Linked DNA regions of Mus musculus: region 1 is linked to region 2. Evidence: chromatin contacts called from public Hi-C data. All regions are on one chromosome and are shown on one strand. Each heading gives the region's core, a stretch centred on a gene start, on an enhancer-like site or on the middle of the called end of the contact. The rest is flanking DNA. Distances are from core to core; before and after follow the strand shown.

Region 1 (4,660 bases), core at 906-3,405, 500 kb after region 2:
TGAGATAAAAAAACAAAACAGGGCAAGTACCTTTCTCAAAGGGTCGTGGGTAAAACCTAACTAGATGATCTTCGTAAAGCGCTTAGAACAACAGACTGACGAACAGAAAACTCAGAGGCATTTGTTGAATACAAATGAACAAACAATGGACCCGTGTGCACACCCATAGGGTGCACACGTGCACGCACACACATGCATTAGACAGCTGTGCTTCCCTCGGAGTCATGTGCGGATGCAGAGCTTCAATCACATGTGAACTCGAGTACACACAACCCTACGGACTGACTCAGATGCCCATAAAGCCTTGTGCCGATAAACATTCAGGCACACACTGAGGAAGGATATTGTACCCAACAGCCACATGCACATATATGTGTACACACACAGAAGTCACTGAGGGAAGTTCAGCAAATAGCTCTCTCCCCCGTGTCCGGAGCACCTCCTGAACAGTCTCTGGCTTTGATTGTCCTTTGCTGGACTAGAATCGAGGCTATGGGCACAGGAGGAGGACATCAAACTGCTAGGGTGTCAGGCAAATGTTTCTCTCGTGCTCTCTGTTCACAGATGGGCAACTGAGGTGTGCAGAAAGAGAGTCGAAGGTCACACAGCTGTAGGCTGAGCTGGGGGAGCCCCACAGCTCCTGTGTCCTCGAATGTGAGACACATGCACATATATGTGTACACACACAGAAGTCACTGAGGAAAGTTCAGCAAATAGCTCTCTCCCCCGTGTCCGGAGCACCTCCGGACTGTCCTATGAAGGAAGCTACTTGCTCTGTCTCTCTAGACCTTGGTCAGGGGTGGAGTACGGGGTGGGGGGCAACAAGACCTCAAAGTCAGGCACAAAAACTGATTCAAGAATAGGTTAGGCACTTGGGATGGGACCACTAAGGGAATGAGAGGACAGAAAATCTCCCCTCTCTGAGAAATGGCTAACAGACCCTAGCCCAAGATGAGGTCGAGTTCCAGCTTTCTAGTTGTCTTCTGTTCTGAGTCTCTTTCCGCTGGGGTCCAGAGCTCTCATCCTAACCCCTTTCTTTGTCTGTCTGGCCCTCTCCACTAGTCTGTTTCTTGGTATTCACCCTCAGACCACGCACAGTACCCCCCAAAGATCAGCACACTCATGTCCCACAGCACATATCTTCTGCAAGGTGTGCTATGAGATCAGTGTCTTTTGGAAGACCTCTGTACCACACCCACCTCCCTGGGCAAACCGATTTCCACTTTGGGTAAAGCGGTCCCATTCATGCATACATCTGTGCATCTGTAGGATCCAGAGAACTGAGGAGGGCTCTAAATCCTACCCTCAAGTCTAAGTGATTTCTGACTTCTTGCACACAGCTTTGAGCACCGGGTGCAAACAAAACTTGCAAAAACGGAGCTCCCCCCGCCCCCAGCGCAGTGTGTGATACTCCACACCCAGAACCCGCTGAATCGCACAGTTACCACTGAAAAAGATACATACGACCAGAGCCATATGCTCACAGAAGCATGGTGTAGGGGAACTCCAACCACAGGTTTCCAGACCCAGGACCCCAAGCCAAGTCTTCAGAAGTGGGGAAACTTCAGGCATCTGGAACCTACGGTAAGACACCCCAAACAGAGCAGACACCAGGGTTCCTGGTTCATGGCTGGGGGGGTGGGGGCTCGGAGGTCCCATCCCAAAGTTCAGACTATAAGGAGAGCCCAAGAATTTGTGCCTACACTCGTCCCAGGAACCCCAAAGCAATTCCAGGAGTCCTGTGTTGGAGTGTGGACGGAGAGAGACTTACCAGCGCATATGCGGAGCTGAGCACTGGGCAGCAGAGAAGGAGCGCCAGGCTGGGTGCGATCCGGGCGGTCCCCATCGCCACCGCCTAGGGCCGCGTCCCTCGGGGCAGCCGCCGCCGGCCCTGGTGATGGTTGGAGGGTGCAGAGCTGCGTCAGGCCGGGCCGCCCCGCCCACGCCCCGGCCTAGGGGACCCCGGCGTCCGGGCGGCCGGAGGCCCCGGAGCCCGACGCGGGGCCCATTCGCCGAGGGCGAGCGAGAGAACGAACCGGCGCAATGGAGAGAGGGAGGGCGGAGGGAGGGAGGCAGCCTGAGGCCGGGCGGGCGGCGGGCGGGCGCCGAGCGCTGCTGAGCGGCCTGTCTGCCTCGGAGCGGAGAAATCACATCCATATGGCTGGGCCCCCCGCCCCCGGCCCGCCCCCCGCTCCCCTCCCGCGCCGCCTTTTCTTTCTTTCTTTCTCTCTGTCTTTTTTCTCCCCCCTCTTTGGGGGAACTGGGAGCCGTGGCTTCGCTCCACGCCCAGTGGGGGAGGGGCGGGGGAGGGGTCGGGGTCGCGGTCTGCGGGGGGCGACCAGGCTGTTATTTTTAGCTCCGCGGCAGTGGGCAACAGGGGAGTCGGGGCGGGGCAGGGGGCGCGTTTTGAGTTGCGCGGGGCGTGCAACTAGGGGATGCCATCCTGACTTTTGCAACCACACTGAGCCCTTCGGCGTTTCTGCCGCCAGCTCCCGGCTCTCCCGCGGCATCGTGGCCGGCTCCCCGTCTCAGTCTGGACCCCCGTGACCTTGTTGCTCACCCCCTGCACCCCATTTCCCATCTTCCGAACCCGCGCTGCGTGCGCCCGAGCGGCACGGGCGTTTCTGCTGCCCCGACGCTGAGGCTGCCTGTCTGCTTGTCAGTCGGTCCTTTGCTACCGTCCACCCACCACCCACCCTCCCCGCGCTCCCCGGCTTTGGCCTCTGCTATTCCAACGGCCCCAAGCTCGGTTTCGGTCACTCCCTCGCTCCCCCCTCCCCTCCTCTACGAAAACATTTGCAAGTTTCCAAAAAAGCCACCGAACTGAGCGGCAGCGGGGCTGGCGACTCCACAGGGCTCCGAGGAGGCGCCGCAGACTGACACGGAGACGGGGCAGCCGGGCCCGCCCTGGCCGGGCCCCGAGTCCCCTCCTGCCCGACTCCGGCCTCCCGCGCCCCGCGCGCCCGACCCCCCACCCCCATCCCCCAAGCCCCGACTTACTCCGAGCTCGCCGCCGCGGCCCCCGCCTTGCCATGAATGTCGGGGCCCCCCCGACAGCCTCCCCAAGCCAGCGCCCCGTCCGCAGCCCCGGGGGGACTTCATGGAGCTCTCGGGATCCCCCCCTGGCCTGCCTGGCCTCCAGAGCCCCCCGCCCGGCCGCTGCTCCGAGACGCCGCCCGCCTTGCGCGTCCCTCGCCTCGGCGTCTGCTGCTCCCCTCCCCCCACGGCCCGGAGCCTCTTCCCCCCCCCCTCCGCGCCCTCCCCGGGCCTCCTCCGCCCCTGCCCCCGCCACTGCCTCTCAGGCGGGTGTGTGCAGGACAGAGCCGAGCCCGCTGTCCCCCATCCCGGGACATCTCTCCAGAGACCCTGCCCCGGGTCTTTCAGCAGAAGGATAAGTGTTGCGGGGACGCAGTCTAGGGAGCTCTGACATCGGGACCTGAGAACCGTGGCTGGGACGTTGTCTCGCTTTTGCTTTATTCTTTCCTTTGGGAAAGCACAGACCACCCACCCACTACCCCGATCTTCCGGCCCTTGCTGATGAGCGGGCGGCCACACGAGAGGAGCCACTGGGGAAGCCTCCTGGTATTTCTCGCGCCGTGGGCCGCGGCGCTGCCCGTGTACCCATGGGGTTCCTGGTCTGGCTATGTGGGGACCCTGGGGAAGCTGCTCCGCCTCCAGCTAGAACCAGGCTATGCAGCCAACGCCCTCGAGTCCTGCCCCGCCCTAGACTGGTCCTTCATCCCCTGTCCCACTCCTAGTCCTGGGGTCTAGCGGATCGGAGACTCTGGTGGTGCTCCTTGGTCTGGACCTTCGTTGGACTCCCGGTTTAGAGGGGTTCCTTTTCCATTCCAGGTATTTTAAGATGTCTCAACCTATTCAGCTGCTTTCTAGGCATCCCTGGTTCTTCGATCTAGCCCCAATTCGGGCAATTCGAGACTACAAGACTCGGGTTCAGCTAGGACACCTATTCTTGTTCTTCACCTCCCTCCATCATGTTATCCTCCAAATGCTGGTGGCTGTCTTGAGACTCTTGACTTGGGGAAAGTGAGAGAGATGGGAGCTCGTGATGGGAATGGAGTTTATGGACTCCACGCTGGACACCAGAGTTCTAGACTTTGGACTTCCAAGCCTACCATCTCCCTGAGCATCAGGTATCAGAGAAAGTCGAGAATGCTTAAACAGAGAGCTAACGGAAGGCCTGTTGAAGGAAGCCATTTTAAGCGTGGTGACCTGAAAATACCACCAGGTTAAATGGCATCCTTGCTTGGTCACTTACCAATTGTGTGTCCTGCCCACTAGGACTCTCCCGGTATCCTGGTCTCAGTCTTCTCATCTGTAAAATAGGGGAGATGTCCACTTGACTCAAGGGTCCTTGAGGGTTTGTGCAAACCCATGCATTCCAGGGGTTTGTCACAAAATTTTATGCAAATGAGCTCAGCGTCCCCCATCTCTCCACTTCAAGGATGGCCCCACACCTCAGTGACAATGGGTCCTGAGGTCTGCTTTGTCTTCCTCAAACATTTCTTCTGCCATACCCCTCTTCTGTGCCCACTGCTCTTGAGGTTCTTGTCCTGGTATTCAAAGACTGCTGCTTCCGTCAGAATGACTGTCCACAGCAGGTCCAGCCGGCTAGACTTTTGGTCTGCTCACATTCACCCCT
Region 2 (4,432 bases), core at 75-2,574:
CTTTTCTGAAATGAGAACACTCAGTCTTTGTGAGGAAGTTTTGTCAACACAAAAGCCCTTTAGCCCGTCCCTTCCTACCAGGAATGGTGTGAGTAGACCTATTCCTAGTAGCCCATTCTGCACCCCACCCCCCACAAAAGCAATCGCTTGTCTCCATGCCTAAGATCAGAAGCTTGATCATTCTGTGGTGGTCATTAGTAACAGCTAGACATAGCAGCATAGCGGCATACCTGTACTCCTGGAACATGGGAGGTAGAGACAGGAGGGTTAGGAATTTAAGGTTGGCTTCAGGTCTGTAAAGATTGTTGCCAACCTGGGTTATGAGGGAAGGTCTCAAGGGGCTGAAGCATTAAATGCCCAGGTAAAAGTGGATGCTGGGCTGGGTAAGGAGACAAGGCTTCTATTGTCCTACTCTGCATCCTGCTCCTTTTGAAATGCAAGAAAGGAAATGAGGGTCTGTAGTGCACAAACAGCGACTTAGAACTGTTTGTAACAACAGTTCTAGCGCTTGACTCTTCTGACTCTTTGGATACCAGATATGGGTGTTGTGCAGATACTTGCAAGCAAAACACCCGTGTACATGAATTTAAAGGGTGATATAAGAAGCCTCCATATTCAGATGAATACAGCTTTTAAAAAGGAAAGCCAAAATTTGAATATGTTGGTGTTTATACTGAGGATTTAAAGTCAAATTGATGTTCTCCATCCAGACCAAATTATGTGTGGTCATGGTATGGGAGCAGTGGTGGTAGCATCAGTGAAGCAGGTGTCTTTTCTGCACTTAAGGGTGTGTACGGCAGTCATGGCAATGGTCTTTATGGCTCTGCTTGGCTTTGGAGACAAATTACCAAAACAGTAGGAAAGAGGCATGAAGAAGCCATTGCCATACAAAGCATGTGTAGCGCCCAGATGGCGCATGATGTGAATAGAGGACACGTGGAAGCTATAGATAGGCAGTGGTGGTTTCCTTGTTCTAGTTCTCATATCACTTCATGCACGCACACACCATACATTTGACACTGCTTGCCAGATCCTTTCATGCTGGAGTCGCCAGTGACTAACTCGGGGGACACACAGATTTGATGCTAAATCTTGTTCTTCTCACCACAGAATGGGCATTGCCCAATTACTCTGTTCTCAGTGTTAGGGAGGAGCAGAAGGCCAGAGGTTGGTTGGTTTGCTTGCTTGCTTGCTTGCTTGCTTGCTTGCTTAGTACCAAATTGGTGCTGGATATATAGCTCACTGACATCACTTTACTTGCATGCACAAGGCCCTGGGTTCAGTTTCAGACAACTTAAACAAAATTGAAAAAAGTGGTAGCAGAATTTCTCTGCAGGGAGGGGAGAAGATAGTTGAGGAAGGAAATATTTCACATTCGCTTGTTTGTTCTACTGATCAAAACAGAATTTAAAAGGATAGTTACGGGTGGGAAATAGGGTAGATAGAAGGATTTGGTTGGTTAGTTGGTTCTAGACAGGGATTACAGACATAAGCTACCATAACCAGCAAATACAATTATTTTGCAGTACTAGGAATTGAACCTGAAGTCTCACTCATTTTAGGCAAGTGCTCTCCCTAACTCTTAAGTGTTTTACCATAAGTAGGAAAAGACTTTATTGTGACCATGCCCTAGCATGAAAGGACTTACATAGGATCTCCTGTGTGGTAGGAACTTCCACCAACATCCACTTTTGACAACTACCACCCAGGAATTGAAGAGAGAAATAGGTATTATATCTGGGTAAGCAAGCCCCCTCTTGACTGGAACTCCAAACTAGGACACGTATGTCTGGTTGCCACTCTCTAGATGTCATACAGACCCTACATAGCCACCTCCGAGCCAGGATATAAGAGCCTAGCTGCTGGAATTTTGTCAGCCTTGAGGGGACTCTAAGCTGCAACCATACTTGTGAGAGAAAAGGAGTGTTGAACCAAGGCAACTCACTAGAAGACAGGTATGAGACAGATTAAATGATGGTCCTCCATCTTGTTCATATTTGGTCACTGACAGAAGACTATCAACACCAGCATCGCCCTTGGACTAACCCTTGGACTGAGCTGAACATGATCATTTAGGTCGATAATAAAACATCAATATGTAGGCTATTTGGAGGCGGGGAAAGCCAGGTGACTAAGCTGTAGTTCTGCCTCCCTTCCAACAGGTCTCCCAGTAAGCAGTGAACCTGGGTTAGGAACAGAGACCTCTCTCTCCACGTTGCATGTGCACCTGGCAGTGATCTAGACCTCTTGGTTTAACCAGGAACTTGGGTTTGGGTAGTACTGGTCACCTGCGGAAGGCCGCCCTGGATTTAGAAAACGCAAGGTGGAGTCCAAATACTGGGGACCGGATAACACGTTGGGTGGACCTGGCTGTGCAAGATTTAAACTAATGGCTTTGGCTGTGGACAGATTAGGTCTGATCCAATTAGAGCCTAGGCCGTAGTATTCGCCTCCTTGCCAGGCTCTGTCGATGTTCTCCCTGCTCTCCGGAAGAAGACTTAGAGTCGGACTGGAGAACCTTCTGGACACCGAATTCTGGATTGGCACCGGACAGTCCGTGCCCCGGGCTCCGCTCTCTCCACACTGGGGGCGCGGGCTTCCGCCCCCTGTGGCCCTTCCGAGCCCCGCCCCGAGCCTGCGGGTGTCGGAGCCCGCGACGTCCCCGCCTCCCCTGCGCGCGCGTGGCGGGTGGGTTCCTCGCAGGTCCGCGGCCCAGCGCGCTCAGCACTGGAAGCGCAAGCGGGCCCCGTGGGCTGCCGCCGGTGCACCTGTCGGCTTCCCCCAGTGGCTCTGCTGCCGCCCCTGCGCGCCGCGCTTGCATCGCTCTCCACGTCCCGTGCCAGAGGGGTCTGACTGTCCCCTGGCGAGGAAGACCGAGAGGGGCCGGCGTCAACGCGACGTGCTGCGGGGCGGGCGGAGTGGGGGCGGCGCCGAACGCGGCAGCGGCAAGCGGCAGCGGCGGCGCGGGAGGCGGGGAGGCGCGGCGCTCGGAGGACAGCGGCTGACGGCGGCATGCGGCGGCTCATGCTGCCCACCGTGGGCTGAGGCGGCCGCACACGGGCGGCAGGCGCAGCGGCCGGGCAAGCCGAGGGCGCAGCCAAGCCGCGCGCACCGCGCACAGCGGCAGGGGCTCCGCGCAATGGGCCGAGCTGGAGGCGGGGGCCCGGACTGGGGGCCGCCGCCAGTGCTGCTGCTTCTGGGGGTCACGCTGGTGCTCACCGCTGGGGCCGTACCGGGTAGGTATCCACCCGGACCGGGACCCCAGCCAGCCCCTTGCGCCCCACCCCATGCCAGGGTCTCGCTGACTTCAGGTCCAGGTGGAGTCCCCAAGCCCTGACAAGGGGGCGGGGCACCGCCTGGCCTACAGCCCGGGACCCGGCGGGAAAGGGGAGGAGGAGAGGACCTGTAGGGGGTGGAGGACACAGGCCAACGGGGAGCAGCCCATAGCCTGTGAACAGACAGCAGGGTGGGCTAGGGTGGGGGTGGGGTCTTGAGGTAGGGGCGGGGTCTGATCGGGGGCGGGGGGCCTAGATGCGATTTGTGGGCGAGGCTGCGGGACGGGGCGGGGTCCGGAAGATGAGGCAAGGATGAGCCAAAGTTGGGGGAGTACCCTGACCTCGTCTCGCAGACTGCGGGTGCTATTTGGGGCGGGAAACCATAGGCAATGTGTATTTACCAAGCTTGGGAGGCAGATTCAGGGGCGGGCCTTAGAAATGGGGCGTGGCCTTAGAAACCAAAGCAATGTCCCAGGGTGGACCTAGGTCTACAGGATCTACCTCAGCCTCTCACCGGGACATGCCACCTTGACACCCTGCCCCTTGCCCTCCCTCCCACAGCACGGGAAACAGGCAGTGCGATCGAGGCTGAAGAGCTGGTGAGGAGCAGCCTGGCATGGGAGTCGCGTGCCAATGACACGCGGGAGGAAGCCGGCCTGCCAGCAGCTGGGGAAGATGAGACCTCGTGGACAGAGCGGGGCAGTGAGATGGCTGCGGTGGGCCCTGGGGTCGGGCCAGAGGAGGCACTAGAGGCATCGGCTGCAGTGACTGGCACTGCCTGGCTAGAGGCAGATGGCCCAGGCCTGGGTGGAGTGACTGCAGAGGCTGGCAGTGGCGACGCCCAGACCCTTCCAGCTACGCTCCAGGCTCCTGATGAGGCCCTTGGGTCATCTACAATGCCCCCTGCCATCCCTGAGGCTACTGAAACCAGTGGACCTCCCTCCCCTGCTGTCCATGATAAGCCTAGTGTAGGCCCTGAACTCCCTAAAGAGATCCCCTTGGAGGTTCGGCTGAACCTGGGAGGCAGCACACCAGAGCCCACTTTTCCCCTTCAGGGCACTCTCGAGACCCAACCAGCCTCAGATATAATTGACATTGATTACTTTGAAGGATTGGATAGTGAGGGTCGTGGTGCAGACATGGGCAGCTTCCCGGGG

Evidence for each region. Hi-C and Micro-C count contacts between places; a contact is called where the count stands out from the background.
Region 1: a contact with region 2 is called in a Hi-C map of embryonic stem cells, with 1.9 times the contacts expected there. The contact joins the promoter of Pth1r here to the promoter of Cspg5 in region 2. A contact is called at or near these places in 1 of 39 promoter capture datasets (pre-B cells) and 1 of 484 Hi-C or Micro-C datasets (embryonic stem cells).

Annotation. Positions count from the first base shown.
Region 1 is chr9:110,740,455-110,745,114 of GRCm38.p6, forward strand. It overlaps Pth1r (parathyroid hormone 1 receptor), which reads right to left and starts at 2,156. Exons shown (of 14, transcript NM_001083936.1): 1 at 1,772-2,156. The coding sequence starts at 1,846. It overlaps Gm35775 (a long non-coding RNA gene), which reads right to left and starts at 1,348. Exons shown (of 2, transcript XR_379891.3): 1 at 1-1,348.
Region 2 is chr9:110,242,459-110,246,890 of GRCm38.p6, forward strand. It overlaps Cspg5 (chondroitin sulfate proteoglycan 5), which reads left to right and starts at 1,325. Exons shown (of 5, transcript NM_013884.3): 1 at 1,325-3,236; 2 at 3,837-4,432. The coding sequence starts at 3,140.